2 separate regions of the Callithrix jacchus genome follow, and region 1 is linked to region 2. A link is a contact called in public Hi-C data. All regions are on one chromosome and are shown on one strand. Each heading gives the region's core, a stretch centred on a gene start, on an enhancer-like site or on the middle of the called end of the contact. The rest is flanking DNA. Distances are from core to core; before and after follow the strand shown.

Region 1 (7,684 bases), core at 4,215-6,714, 130 kb before region 2:
ACTGGGCCTCAGTGCCCATCCTGCTGGCTCTGGGATTTGTTCTTCTGTGGCTAATGGCAGCAGCAGCCAGCCAAGCAGACCTGCAGCTGTTCTACTGCACTCCCACTCAGGCCCAGGCCACCTCTTTCCTGTCTTCTAGTGACACTCATCGAGGAGCTCCACTGCACGGGCCAGGCCAAAGCGGTCCGGAAGCTACAGGGGAAGCGGCTGGGCCAGCTCCAGCCCCTGCCCCAGACCTTAACAGCCTGGGCGCTGCTCCAGCTGGACGGCACTCCGAGGGTGTGCAGGGTGGCCAGCGCTCGCCTGGCGGGTGCAGTCAGGAACAGAAGCTTCCGGGAAAAGGTACGTTGTCCAGGGCAGGTGGCAGGCCCTAGCTGCAGATGTGTGAGCCCAGATAAGCAGGTGTTCTCATGGAAAAGTCCAAAGCAGCATGTGCCAGGGGGCTGCAGTGGCATTGGCTGTGAGCTATTTTGAAGGGACCTGGGCTGCCACTTGAGTCACACACATGAATGCACCTAAGCCTATCCCCTTGCTGCTTCCAAAGCAACACACCTGTTAGGCCTTTAGTGTCACTTGGACATTGAATGTTGTTCTTAGTGTTTTGATAGTCATTCTTCTTTAATTCCAACTAATATTTGAGGCTACCTGGTAATGGGTCATTGTGTTCAGTACATTTGAAAAACAAGAGAATGGACCCCTCTGCCTTTCACTCTCGGCCTGTGACTACTGTATGGTTAAGGTGCCACACCCTCAGGGGTGCAGGAAGGGTGACATCAAGGGCATAGTCAACAGTGCTGGTCTCAGTTCTAGACTGGAGAGGAAATCTCCAGTTCTGTTGCCAGCAGTCCTCCTTGGAGCCCATCTGCCTACTTTGTGGGTTTTTTTTTTGAGATGGAGTCTTGCTCTGTCACCCAGGCTGAAGTGCAGTGGTGCAACCTCAGCTCACTGCAACCTCTGCCTCCTGGGTTTAAGCAATTCTCTGCTTCAGCCTCCTGAGCAGCTGGGATTACACAGGCACCCACCACCACACCCTGCTAATTTTTTGTATTTTTAGTAGAGATGAGGTTTCACCATATTGGCCAGGCTGTGAACTCCTGACCTGTGATCCACCTGCGTCAGCCTCCCAAAGTGCTGGGATTACAGGGGTGAGCCAGTGCACCCGGACATTTTGTGGTGATTTTTACCTCTTTATTTGTAGTCTTTTGAACATGTGAAAGTAGACACAGCAATACAATAAATCCATCTGCCCTCCTCAGCCAAGCCTAACCACCATCAAACCATAGCCAATCCTGCCCCTTCTTCCTTCACTCCCCTCTATCACTATGAAGCATCCTAAAGTATCATATTTGACTTTAAATAGTTAACTATATGTGTCAACAGGTTAAGAATTCTTTCGGCCGGGCACAGTGGCTCACACCTGTAATCCCAGCACTTTGGGAGGCCGAGGCGGGTGGATCAATGAGGTCAGGAGTTCAAGACCAGCCTGGCCAAGATGGTGAAACCTCATCTCTATGAAAAATACAAAAAACTAGCCACACGTGGTGGTGGGCACATGTAATCCTAGATACTTGGGAGGCTGAAGCAGAGAATTACCTGAACCTGGGAGGCGGAGGTTGCAGTGAATGGAGATTGCACCACTGCAATCCAGCCTGGGTGACAGAGTGAGACTCTCTCCAAAAAAAGTCTTTCAAAAATCAGAACTATAATACCATTATCATATCTAAAAAATTCACCATGAATTCCTTTATATCATACTCCTAAATTCCCAAGCCTCAAGTATCCCGTTTTGTTTTTGTTAAACTAGAATCTACATAAGGACATGCATTGTGACTAGCTGATGGCTTTTAACTTCTCTTTAATCTCCAGGTTCCATTTCTTTCTCTGCTTGCAGTTAATTTCTTGACGATCCCAGGTTGTCCTGGAATAGCTAGACTTTGCTGCTTGCAGGATGTAATGTGATGCATTTATCTTGTCTTCCGTAGTCCTGAAAGCTAGTAGCTGGGATTCAAGCATCCACTCAAGTCAGGGGTATTTTTCTGGGGGGGTGGTTTAGGGGTACATGGGTATCTTTTCATACTATAAACAAGGCCTCCATGGCCGGGTGGATCACTTGAGGTCAGGAGTTTGACACCAGCCTAGCCAACATGGTGAAACCCCATCTCTACCAAAAGTACAAAAACATTAGCCAAGAGTGGCAGTGCATGCCAGTGGGCAGTATTCCCAGCTTGGGAGGCTGAGGCATGAGAACTGCTTGAACCTGGGAAGCCGAGGTTGCAGTGAGCTGAGATCGTGCTACTGCACCTCAGCCTGGGCGACAAAGTGAGACTCTATCCAACAACAACCCAAAAACCTTCATTTTCATGTGACAAACTTTAGAGAGCAGGAAACACTGAGGCGGGAGCCAGAGTCACCCCAGTGACAGATTGCTCAGCCTCAGATGGGGGAGCTGAGGAGGGAGAGGGCTACCTTCCACACTGATGTGTCCTGACAGTCCTCACCAATGCCATGTAGGAAGGAGCAGGAGGGCCCCAATCCTACTCCGTCTCCCTGTCTTCCCAAAGCAGCAGACACTTCGGAGAGCCACCTGCAGAGGGAAAGGTGGCCATTCTGGTTTGGCTCTGGGCCCTGGAGCCAACTCAGCGCCTGGGCCCTCCTTGGCCCCACTCATGCAGTTGAAGGCACAGCCACTTGACTGAGTGAGCGCAAAACTCCTGGGCTTCCCTTTGCAGCCACAGAAGCTGGACTGTGCTGCGGGCGGGACATGAACCCATGTGCTTCCTGACGAACTCTACAGCAATGCATGAAGCAAGTGCCGACTTTGTTTTCAGTGGAGTCGTTAGGCCCAAAGAGATGAACTGAGGTGGCCACGGTCATGGACTGAAGGGGGCAGGGTCACTGCTGTGACTGGAAGGGGGCGCTGAGAACAGGCACGTTTCCATCTGGCTCAGGGCAGCAGCCTTGCCCCTTTTCAGTTGAGGAGGGCAATGCCCTCGGTATCATCAGTTCTTCTGTGGTTCTGAGCTGGGCATCTTTCTCTGATTCAGCATTTTAGACAGCAGTTTCAGAATGCACTTCCAGAATATTAGACAAAAAGAGCTTTCTCCACTGTAGTAGCCCTGGGATCAGTTTTTAGGAATAAACCCCACAGCACAGATCTTGTGACTGTGGACACCTGGCCCAAAGATGGAGAGATCATGACCTGAATGTTGTTTAGAGAAGGGCGGGCACTGCATGCCTTACTGTCGGCACCTGGTGGCTGACGGACCCTGGAACCATGGACTCTGCTTCTGCTCACCCCTCCATTCACAGCCTCCTCCTCTCCCCAGGCTCTGCTCTTCTACACAAATGCCCTGACAGAGAACGACGCAAGGCTTCAGCAGGCTGCATGCCTGGCGCTCAAACAGCTCAAGGTGAGCCTGGTGCTTCCCCACTAGTGGCTGACAGAGAAGCCTGCTGGTGGTTAGGGTTAGTTAACTTCAAAATGATTCCACTGGGCTGGGTGCAATGGCTCACGCCTGTAATCCAAGCACTTTGGGAGGCCGAGGCGGGCGGATCACCTGAAGTCAGGAGTTCGAGACCAGCCTGGCCCACATGGGGAATCCCTATCTCTACTAATAATACAAAAAAAACCCCACTAGGTATGGTGGCACATGCCTGTAGTCCCAGCTACTCGAGACTTGAACCCAGGAGGCAGAGGCTACAGTGAGCCAAGATCACATCACTGCACTCCAGCCTGGGCAACAGAATGAAACTGTGTCTCTGAAAATGAAAAAAAAATTCCACTGGGACCAGAAATGGCTCCAGTACCAGAGACTCTGACAGCAATACTTAGTGGGCATTTGCTGTGGCTCTAGGTGAATATGCAGGCGGCCCCAGAAACTCACTTTGAGCTCTGAATTACATGTTTTTAAATTCTCAGTTAAAAATCTTTTAAAGGGCCGATGCAGTGGCTCACACCTGTAATCCCAGCACTTTGGGAGGCCGAGGCAGGCAGATCACGAGATCAGGAGATCAAGACTGTCCTAGTTAACATGGTGAAACCAGTCTTTACTAAAAATACAAAAATTAGCTGGGCATGGCGGCGGGCACCTGTAATCCCAGCTACTCGGGAGACTGAGGCAGGAGAATCGCTTGAACCCAGGAGGCGGAGGTTGCAGTGAGCAGAGATTGCATCACTGCACTCCAGCCTGGACAACGGACTGAGACTGTCTCAAAAAAAAAAAAAAAAAAAACAAAAAAAAACTTTTAAAGAACAATCAGCTCATTTGTGTGTGTGTGTGTGTGTGTGTGTATAAAAGTATAAAATATAGAAAATATAGAGACAGAAAAGTAAGTTATCCATCATCCTAGCAGCAAGTAGCAGAAACAACTGTTGACATTTTGGTATGCTTCTGTTAAAAGTTTGTGGGTGTGTGTGAGCATTTAAAATTGTTGATCCAAACACAGTTTAAAAGCAGTCAACAAAATAACATTTTGTGTTAGACTGGCAGCACTTTAGAGTTTTTTTTTTTTTGAGACGGGAGTCTCGCTCTGTCACCCAGGCTGTAGTGCAGTGGTGCAATCTCCGCTCACTGCAGCCTCTGCCTCCCTGGTTCAAGTGATTCTCCTGCCGCAGCCTCCTGAGTAGCTGGGATTACAGACACATACCACCACCCCCAGCTAATTTTTGTATTTTTAGTAGAGGCAGGGTTTCACGATGTTGGCCAGGATGATCTCGATCTTCTGACCTTGTGATCTGCCTGCCTCAGTATCCCAAATGCTGGGAGGTGTGAGCCACCATGCCTGACTCCTCTTTTATGTCTTGTCTTTTTCCACTTTAGAATTCTTTATGAAGGGGCTATCAAGTGTATACCTTAATTTAACCTACTTACCCACTGTCATAGGAAATAGTTTTTTCATCCTAAATAATGTCATTATCTTCATGTTTGTGCATAAAGCTTTAAAAAGCCATGGAGTTCTGAATTATTTCCTCAGGCTAGATCCAATCCTAGAGCCAGAGAATGAGCATTTTTGAGACTCTTGATATAACCCACACACAAATCCCACGAATGTGAGGGGATTTCTGCTTTCCCTCAGCCTCACCTGCATTTGGAGTTGCCAGTTGCTATATGAAAGACAGTTCCATACAGATTAAACTCACTCGTCCCATTCATTATGGGATGAATCAACAGGAAATTCTGAGAGAAGCTGGCTAAGATCAGAAAACCAGCAAGGGCCGGGTGTCCAGCAGAGGGCGCTGCAGCGCATGCCAGTCCTGGGCCTGCAGGAGCAGCCCCAGGTATGTGCCTGAGTACGCGATGTCCTGGCACAGGCTGCCCTGGAGAGAGGAGGGTAAGGAGAGCGTGGGGGAGGTAGGAAGGTCCAGAAAGCAGCAGGCCACTTCCTTTTCAATTCTGGCCTTTCAGCAGGCATCCAGGAAGCAGAGCTTTCTGCTAACAGCCTGGCTTCCTAGCAGGTGTCAGGACCGAAGAGGCAAGGCGCTTCGAGTCCAGAGGTACCTCTCATGAACCTGAGGCCACCTAAGAAACCTGGAAGCCTGCAGAAAAGGAAGGGGTTGAGGCCCCAGAGACCACGCTAGGGCTGGCCTTGCAGGGCCACTAAGTGGACTCTACCTGCTGTTGAGAATACACCCTAAAGGACTCTCTCTCAACCTTGAACAGGGCATTGAAAGCATCGACCAGATTGCCAGCCTGTGCCAGTCTGACCTGGAGGCCGTGCGGGTGGCAGCCCGGGAAACCACACTGTCATTTGGTAAAGTAACACATCCCATGCAGGACAGCGGGGTTCCTGGGGCCCTTAGAATCTGTGCGAGGCCACACCCAGCTCTCCTGGCAGGCAGAACAGCTCTGGAGCACCCCAGATAGGCAGCGTTAGCAGCCCTGGTGCAGAGCCGACCTCTACCCTTTGCAGCATTCTGCCAGGACAGGCCTCGTTCGTGGCTGGGGTGGCAGGGAGTGTTTGCTGTCTTCTTAGACTTTATGATCTTTGGGACAGAGGCCAGAACCAGGGCAGGGTTCTGATTCGCCAGAACATCCTAGAGGTAAAAGCAAGGCCCCTGGGCAGCGAGAGTCACCGGGTGGGGGCTCCTGCCCATACTCCCTCCCCCACCACTTTGCAGAGACCACTGAGACCCACAGTCACTAAGCATTAAGGCCACCTTGGCCCAGGAGAGTAGGAAACACCAAGGCGGCAGGAGCCAACCTGGTGACAGAGGCCTTTGCTATTTCAGGTGAAAAAGGACGGTTAGCTTTTGAGAGGATGGACACACTCTGCTCAGAACAAAGAGAAGTCTTTGGCCAGGAGGCAGATGTTGAAATCACAGTATTTTAAAATATCCTGGCTGATGAGCAAATCTCACCTCGGTTTTTTTGCTCCTGCTTGGCCTGGATATAACACCTGAGCTCTGGGTAATGGTGCCGTCTGCTCCTCTAGGAGTGTGAGCTGCCCAGCGCTCTGCCTGAGGCTCCGGCCACTGACCCAGGGCATAGGCTGGTCTTTTGGACAGGATAGAAAAATGCAAGGCCAAGTACAGCATTCCAGGGGCTGCACTGCCTCAACAGAGCCCCCAACTTCTGGCTGAGGGTGTGTGTGACTTTCCCCAAGATGCAGAGCCGAGCCGCACTTGGTGGCCACCTATAAGAGGGCCAAGGCCAGGTAAAGTGAGGCCCTGAATAAAAGGTTCCACAATGAGGGTATGGAACTCCAGGCCTCCCTGCCACTCAGCACTTCTGGGTCAACAGACAATGGGATGGAGGAGGCTGTTCAAGTCATCTCAGCAGCAGCCAGCTGTCACCCCGGTGAGCTGGGGAAGGTGGGAAGGCACAAAGCCAGGGTTTCTATAGCCACACTCTCGGCCTGACCTGCAGCCAGCATGCCATGGAGCCCACGGACAGCGGCTGCTGGACTGTGAACCTCACGTTCCCTATGCTCAGCGGCACGAAGGGAAGAAGCCACCACATCAGCCCAGGAGCCGCTCGCTACCCAAATGCAATCCAGCTTCGGAGTCAGTCCAGGGCTTTGTCAATAAACTGCTCCAGAAGCCATCAGCTGCCCCGAAGAAAGAGTTCGCTGAAGAACATGTTGCTTTAAAGAAAGAAAATTGATTTCCTACTTAAGTCTATTAGAAAAAAGCAAACCACATCCTGAGAGTCCGTTAATGTAGAGAGCCTAGGCTTTGAGGTGTTGTAACCACGGCATCGGAGAACTTTCTCATCCAAACTTCCTGTGTACATTTTGTGCTTTTTTTGGTTTAACTTGGTATTTATTTGCCTTGTTCATATGTTCAATTTTCTGAAATTTCAATTAAACTTTTAATTGGTGTTTCACTTCTTACCTAAAAGAGTAGACAGTGGTTATTTCCACAAATACCTCTGGGGGAAACAAACATTTCCCCAAATGCCAATGGGGGGGGTCACTCCTGTGGTCTCATGGGGCACTGTGAGGACACTTGAAGGAGGGGCCTCAGGCAGCAGCTCTGGTAAACGTCATCCCTGGGCTTCTCCACATGCTGGTGAAGGCTCCAGGTGTGCTCACCCCATATGGGCATTCTGCAGCATGGCCTTCGCCCTTTTGCCCATCTGATTTGTCAGTCCCCCTTCTCTTTTCTGAAGCATCAGCAGTACTAGCCTAGAGCAGGGGTCCCCAACCCCCAGTCCACACACCTGGTACTGGTGCAAGGCCTGTT
Region 2 (7,307 bases), core at 1,992-4,491:
CCGCTAAGTTGTATAATTTCATGAATGGGGCCCCTGAAGTTGTGCAATATGGCGGCCCTGAAGAGAATCGCTGCGGATTACCTCATTTAATTCCAACCTCTGCTTTGCCAGGTAGGCAGCATTACCTCCATTTCACAGCTGAAAAAAACAGATTCAGGGAGGTTCATTGCCTGGCTCAGGACCGCAGCTGGAGGGGACAGGGAGAGACTAATCCTCCGGCCTGAAGGTGTAGTTTCAGACTTGGCCACTTGGTGTCACTCTCTCCAAACTGTCGGAAGAACGCCCGCTGAGCTGGCTGGTTTGTTGAGGACTCAGGGACCAGCCAGTTGCCCACTGACTCCCAGTCCGGCAAAGGGCCCCCTCCTATCCTCCCTCCTGTCACCCTTGGGGTGTGTGCAGAATTTCTGCCTGTTCGCACTGGGTCTTTGAGTATGCCTGAGCCAAGAGCTTCACAGGCATGGTCTCACTTGAGCCTGACAGCAGCAATGTGGTCTCAGGCTACAGATGAGGAAACTAAAGCCAATGGGGTAGAGCAACTTGCCCAGCTGGTAAATGGAAGTCAGAATTTGAACTCAGATCTGAGTTAGAAGCTTGGCATTTCTATGTCCAACAAATTCATGGTGGGGCAGCTGTACTAATTCTCGATTTTTCATGGATTATATTTCCAACCACCTGACCTCAGTCTTTGTAATGTCCTTGGCAATGACAAAAATCTGCCTATTTAGAGAAGTTTGTGTGCACTCTAGCCTAGGCGACAGAGTGAGACCCTGTCTCTGGATTTTTAAAAAAGAACAGATTGGGCACAGTGGCTCATACCTGTAATCCCAGCACTTTGGGAAGCTGTGACAGGAGGATCGTTTGAGCCCAGGAGTTCAAGACCAGCGAGGGCAACTTAGTGAGACCTTGTCTTTACAAAAAAATTAAAAATAAAAAATTAGCTGGGCATGGTGGCACATGCCTGTAGTCTCAGCTACTCAGGAGGCTGAGGTGGGAGGATAGCTTAAGCCCAGGAAGCAGCGGTTGCAGTGAGTGGTGATTGCATCATTGCACTCCAGCCTGGGTGATAGAGCAAGACTCTCTCTTAAAAGAAATAACTGATTAAATAAATAATTTAAAAAAGAACAAAATAAAAGTCACTTTTAATTCACACCAGCCTCTCAGAGATAAGTGCTGTTGACACTTTGGAGCACATCCTTTGAGGTATTTTTCTCTGTGTCATCTACGAATGCATGACAAATTTTAATTTTTAAAAATTAATAAGGGAATGTATTCATGTGCAAAAATTCAAAAGATACCAAAAGATTGTAAGCGGGTCTTTTCCCTCTGATCCTTAACCCCCATCCCAAGCTTTAAGACTCCAAGCTTCCCTCCCCAGAATCCATTCTGGTTATCATTTCCTGGGGATCATTACAGAGATATCTAGAAGGCAGATAAGCAAACACGTGCACGGATTCCTGTACTCATTTCTCTAAATAGAAGCACACCACACACCCTGCTCTGCACTGGGATTTTTTTTTTTTTTTAACTCAGCAGTGTACCTTGGCAGAACTTTCCAGATCAGCACTAGGAGAGCATTCTTCACACATTCCATTGTGTGAATATAATAAATTATCTAACAAGTTTTCTGGTGATAGTCACAGAGGTATTTCCAGGGTTTTGCTGCAACTAACAATGCTGCAATTAGTATCCCTTTTGCAGAAGTCTTTCCGTGTATTTGGAGCTATTTCTGAGGGATGCATTCTTAGCAAATGAATCCCCCAGTCATAGGACAGGTGCGTTTAAACATTTTGACGCTGGTTGCCTAAATGCTCTCTAAGGTTGTACCTACCAATCGTCATTCTCAGCGGCAACCTACGTGAGCTCTGGTTTCCCCACATTCTAGCCAAGGCCAGGTATGATTGGACTTCTTGATCTTGGCCTTGACGATAGGGGAAAAAGGTGTTCACCATCATTCTAATCTACACATTCGCTGTTTACATGTTAACTTGGACATTTAAAAATATGTTCAATGACCATTTATATTTCTTTTTTGGTAGCAAAGCATTCAAGTTGTTTGTTTTTCTCTTGGATAATTTTCTTGTTGATCTGTAGGGCTTTTTATATACTAAGGTAATGAAGTCTTTTTTTTCTCATACATGTTGTAAATGTACATATTTTAAAAATATAGATATATCAGGCCGGGTGCAGTGGCTTTCACCTGTAATCCCAGAACTTTAGGAGGCCAAGGTTGGAGGATCACTTGAGTCCCAGAGTTTGAGACTGGGCTGGACAACATGATGAAACCCCATCTCTACTAAAAACACAAAAATTAGCTGGGCATTGTGGCAGGTGCCTATAGTCCCGACTACTTGGAAGGTTGAGGTGGGAGGATCGCTTGAGCCTGGGAGGTGGAGGCTGCAGTGAGTGGTGTTCACTCCAGCCTGGGTAACAAGCAAGATTCTCTCTCTCTCTCCACGCACACACACACATACACACGTGCACACGCACACACACGCACACACACACACACACAGATCAAACAAAAAATGGGATCTCATTGTATACGATGTTTCTGAGGCCTGTGATCACTTGATAATATATTGTACATCTTTTTGATATCTGTATTTCTTTGCAGCAGAATTATTTGTTGATAGTTATTGAAAAAAATCCCTCTGGGTACGCTGGAAGTTCATCAAACACAAGTGGCCGCAAATTACTATGAACACAGCAATAGCAAGTATCTGAGGAGGCTTGTGAAGCATCTTGTATGTTTCATCTCTTCATGCACTTTACTTAATTTCATCCTCCCAACGAAACTGTGACATAAATGACATCATCCCCATTACAGATGAGGAAACTGAGGCCCAGGAGAACCATGGGCTTTGTCCAAGGCCTCCCACATGGTCACTGGAAGATCGAAGATTCAAACCCATGCCAATTCGTCTTTGAAACGTTGTCTGCTGCCTTCCATGACCTTAAATTCCCACATTCCCAACAAGTCTGGATTAAACATCCTCCCCTGGCACCACACTGGCTGGAAAGCGTTATGTAGTTTAGGGCCAGGCCACCAGGAGACGCTAGGGACACATTTCTTGCCTGTTGTGTGGGACTGGGAGCCAGCTGGGGCCAGGCACCCTGGGAGGGGACAGAACTTGGGGGCCTGATGATCCTGAGGGCTGACTGGCTCTGGCCAGATGGGATGGCTCCTGCCACATCTGGCAGCCTTCAGGGACTCCTGATATCCTGCCATGGCTCAGCCTCTCTGGGGACTTGGATTCCTGTAGATCTGGGTTCTGCAGCCTCAGCTTGGAGTACACGGGGCAGAACAATCTTTTGCCACAGGAATCTGTCCTGCGCTTTGTAGGATGTTCGCAGTCTCCCCAGCCTCTACTCATAAGATGTTGGTAGCCCCTCCCCACCCAAGTTGCGACAACCCCAAGATGTCTCTAGACATTGACAAATGTCCCCTGGCGGGGGGGGGGGGCACAATTGCCCTTGATTGAGAGCCGCTGCTATGGATGCTCAGGGTGGGAAGGTCACATACACGACGGGAGCCAGCCCTGTGTGAGATCATAGCAGCTCACACCTAGAGGTCCCCACACGGAGAAAATCATGGACACCCTGTGAGGCAGGGATTGAGGCCACGTCTGCTTTACAGATGAGGAAACTGAGGCCAGAGACGTTCAGTGACTTGCACAAGGCCACACAGCCAGTGTGTAGCAGAGCAGGGGCTTGAACCCAGGCCCTCAGGCTCTAGCATCTGTGCCTCTTACCACTCAGGCCAGGTGCATTGCTGGTCCATCCAGTCCACAGGAGTATTCTCCATGGCTGCAAAGAAATACTTCTCTTCCAATTTCCTCTTTACCTAAGTTTATTTTCCATTTTTGATGAAAAGCCACCTGTAAGACATCTTTCATTTTCCTTGTAATGGTACTGAGAAAAACACCAGCTCAAACTGTCATGATAAATGATAGCTGACACTCAACCTCTCCATCAGGGCTGCATTGTGGAGCAGTGAGAACTGTGTTGTCTCAGAGGGCTCAGCCCTGCCAGTCCTAGTATATTATTTCCTGGTATGGGTGCTGGCCCAATTTTGCAAGAGAAAACAGAAATCTAAATTTTTAATGTGAAATTTCCTAATTTTAAAATAATAGACAACTCAAAAAATTAAAAACTCTGTGAAGACCAAACAAAATATGTCTGCAGCCCAATTTAGCATGATAACTGCCAGTTTGCAATCTTTCCGAAGGGCACATTCAATGTCCAGGAACAAATCCTTTCACCCTCTTAGTGCCCTCTGCCTTTCATCATTATATATTTAGTTAGTTCTTTTATGTATTCAGTCACCCATTCGTTGTGCGTATGCACTCCACCCACTCATTCATCCATTAATTCATTAATTACCCATCCTCCATTCATTCATCCCTCCATCATCTATCCCTCACCCACCTACCCATCTATCCATCCATCCTTTCATCCCTCCGCCACCAATCATCCACCTCTCATTCATCCATCCCATCCTTCTATTCATCCATTCTTCCTTCTATCCAATTGTCCATCCTTCCATCCATCCACCCACCCATCCATCCATTCATCCATCCCTTCATCCATTATCCATCTCTCACCCATCTATCCATCCTTCCATCTACCCATCCTTCCATTCATCCACCCATCCTTCCATCCATCCACTCGTCCATCCATTCACCATCCCTCCATCCATTATCCATCTCTCATCCCTCCATCCATCCTTCCATCCACCCATCCATCCATTCATCCATCTCTCATCCATCCATCCCATCCTTCCATCTATCCTCCCTTCCATCCATTTGTCCATCCTTCCATCTATCTATCCATCCATCCACCCATCCATCCATTCATCCATTCATCCATCTCTCATCCATCCATCCCATCCTTCCATCTATCCTCCCTTCCATTCATTTGTCCATCCTTCCATCTATCCATCCATCCGTCCATCCACCCATCCATCCATTCATCCATCCCTTCATCCATTATTCATCTCTCACCCATCCATTAATCCATCCATCCTTCCATCCTTTCATCCATCCATCCACTCATCCATCCATCCATCCACCCACCCATTCATCCATCCATCACTCATCCATCCATTCATTAATCCATCCATCCATTCTACTTTAGTGGAAATGAAAAGATGACAAATCACAGACACCACAAACAAGGATGAAACAAAATGGTGTTAAAATCTGTGTGTGTGTGTGTGTGTGTGTGTGTGAGTTTGGGTGTGTGACTGTCACTAAGATTGTAGTGCAGTGGCATCATCATGACTCACAGCAGCCTCAACCTCCAGGGCTGAAGAGATCCTCCTGCCTTAGCCTCCTGAGTAGCTAGGAATACAGGTGTATGCCACCATGAATTTTTAAATTTTTGTAGAGATGAGATCTCACTATGTTGCCCAAGCTGGTCTTGAATGCCTGGATTCAAGCAATCCTCCCAACTCAGCCTCCCAAAGTGTTGGGATTATAGGCCTGAGCCACTGCGTCTGGCCCAAGTGGTATTAAGTTCAGACTGTCATTGATCAACTGGGCAACCTTGGGCAAATTATTGCACCTTTTTTTTCTTTTCTTATTTCCTTTTTCAGTAATTATTACACCTTTTGAGCCTCAGTTTCCCCCTCTGTGAAATGGGGCTAACAGTAGTACCTTACTGCTTGCAGGCAGGTCTTCAGGTCTAGGCAGGTGAGGCGAGGTAACGTATGGGAGTAGGGGCAGGTGGTGAGGTCCTTTCTTTACAGACGCTGCAGGGAAACATAACGCCACAGGGCTGTGGCGTCAGGCAGGGTTGCTGGTTTCATCTTGGGGTCTGGTGTGGCTTTCTGGGAGTGGGGGCATCCAGCATGTCCTGCCATGCCCAGAGGTGGGAGAGGGGCTGCTTTGTCATTAGGCGCCACAACTTCCCCTGGTCAGGCTGACACCCTACCCCCGCCTGGCACACGATGCTTTTCCTGCTCTTGCTTAATTTCTAAAGGGCAGTTCTTTCTCTGGCCACCCTGCCACACCCACCTGCCCCACCCCCTGCCCCAGTTTGTGGGAAAACACTATGGAACAGAAAGGGCTTGTGGGTTCCTTTCCTAGATTCGTTATTTTTTCCCATTTAAATGGAAACCATGCTTATTAAAGAAGATTAGAAAAAAAAAACACATCAAACAAGAGAAAAGAAAAATTATTTTTTGTCTCATCCTTCTAACAAAACCACAGTAAACAGTCTGTTTCTTTCCTTCCCCCAAGCCAGGGCATTGGACTGTGTGTGCGCTGCACGGTTGTAAATTGCATGGTTGTAAATCATTGTCACGGTTCCACTCTTTACTGTTGTGTTTTAAAAAATTTTTCCATCACAGATGATCCTCCACTTCCAATGGTTTGTTTTAGGATTTTTCTGACTTTACGATGCTACGAAAGAGGTACGCATTTGGTAGAAATCATACTTGGAGCAGGGCATGGTGGCTCATGCCTGTAACTCCAGCACTTTGGGAGGCCGAGGCGGGTGGATCACCTGAGGCCGGGAGTTTGAGACCAGTCTGACCAACATGGAGAAACCCCATGTCTACTAAAAATACAAAATTAGCCAGGTGTGGTGGCACATGCCTGTAATCCCAGCTACTTGGGAGGCTGAGGCAGGAGGATCACTTGAACCTGGGAGGTGGAGGTTGCGGTGAGCTGAGATCGCAACATTACACTCCAGCCTGAGTGACAGAGCAAGACTCTGTCTCAAAAAAAAAAAAAAAAAATCATACTTTGAATTTTAATCTTTTCTCAGGCTAGCGATATGGAGTATAATAATTTTACATGAAATATTGGACACTTTATTATAAAAGAGGCTTTATGTTAAATAATTTTGCCCAATGTGGGCGAGTGTAAAGGTTTCAAGCACCTTTAAGGCAGGCGAGGTGAGGCTATGCTGATGTTCAGTGGGTTAGGTGTGCCACATGCACTTTGGACTTAATGATATTTTCAACTTACAGTGGGTTTACCAGGCTGTAGCCCTATTCCGAGTTGAGGAGCATCTGAATTACCTAAGCCTTTCCCCTCATTGCTCATTTTCTTTCTTTTTCTTTTCTTTTTTTTTTTAGAGATGGGGTTTCACCATTTTGGCCGAGCTGGTCTTGAACTCCTGACCTTGTGATCCACCCACCTCGGCCTCCCAAAGTGCTGGGATTACAGGCGTGAGCCACTGCGCCCGGCCATTGCTCATTTTCATAAACATATTTGAAAGGCGGCACTGATTCAGTGTGCAAATGTAAAGTGAGCACCTGCTATGTTGTGTGAGAGAGAGAAGGTGTGATGGCACAGCCA

The links. Hi-C and Micro-C count contacts between places; a contact is called where the count stands out from the background.
Region 1: a contact with region 2 is called in a Hi-C map of skeletal muscle, with 5 times the contacts expected there. The contact joins two enhancer-like sites. A contact is called at or near these places in 2 of 3 Hi-C or Micro-C datasets (both in skeletal muscle).

The regions. Positions count from the first base shown.
Region 1 is chr5:46,127,366-46,135,049 of calJac240_pri, reverse strand. RIPOR3 (RIPOR family member 3) reads left to right here. Exons shown (of 22, transcript XM_078371988.1): 19 at 140-342; 20 at 3,327-3,410; 21 at 5,661-5,751; 22 at 6,230-7,339. The coding sequence ends at 6,330. Among named protein-coding and RNA genes, the nearest start is that of PTPN1, 83 kb to the right of the region's middle. Within about 2 kb of position 5,464, at least 5 of the 16 cell types and tissues checked have an H3K27ac peak or open chromatin away from gene starts, as enhancers often do. A contact at or near this core is called in skeletal muscle, where this site is marked.
Region 2 is chr5:45,996,190-46,003,496 of calJac240_pri, reverse strand. No RefSeq gene overlaps it. Among named protein-coding and RNA genes, the nearest start is that of PTPN1, 48 kb to the left of the region's middle. Within about 2 kb of position 3,241, at least 2 of the 16 cell types and tissues checked have an H3K27ac peak or open chromatin away from gene starts, as enhancers often do. A contact at or near this core is called in skeletal muscle, where this site is marked.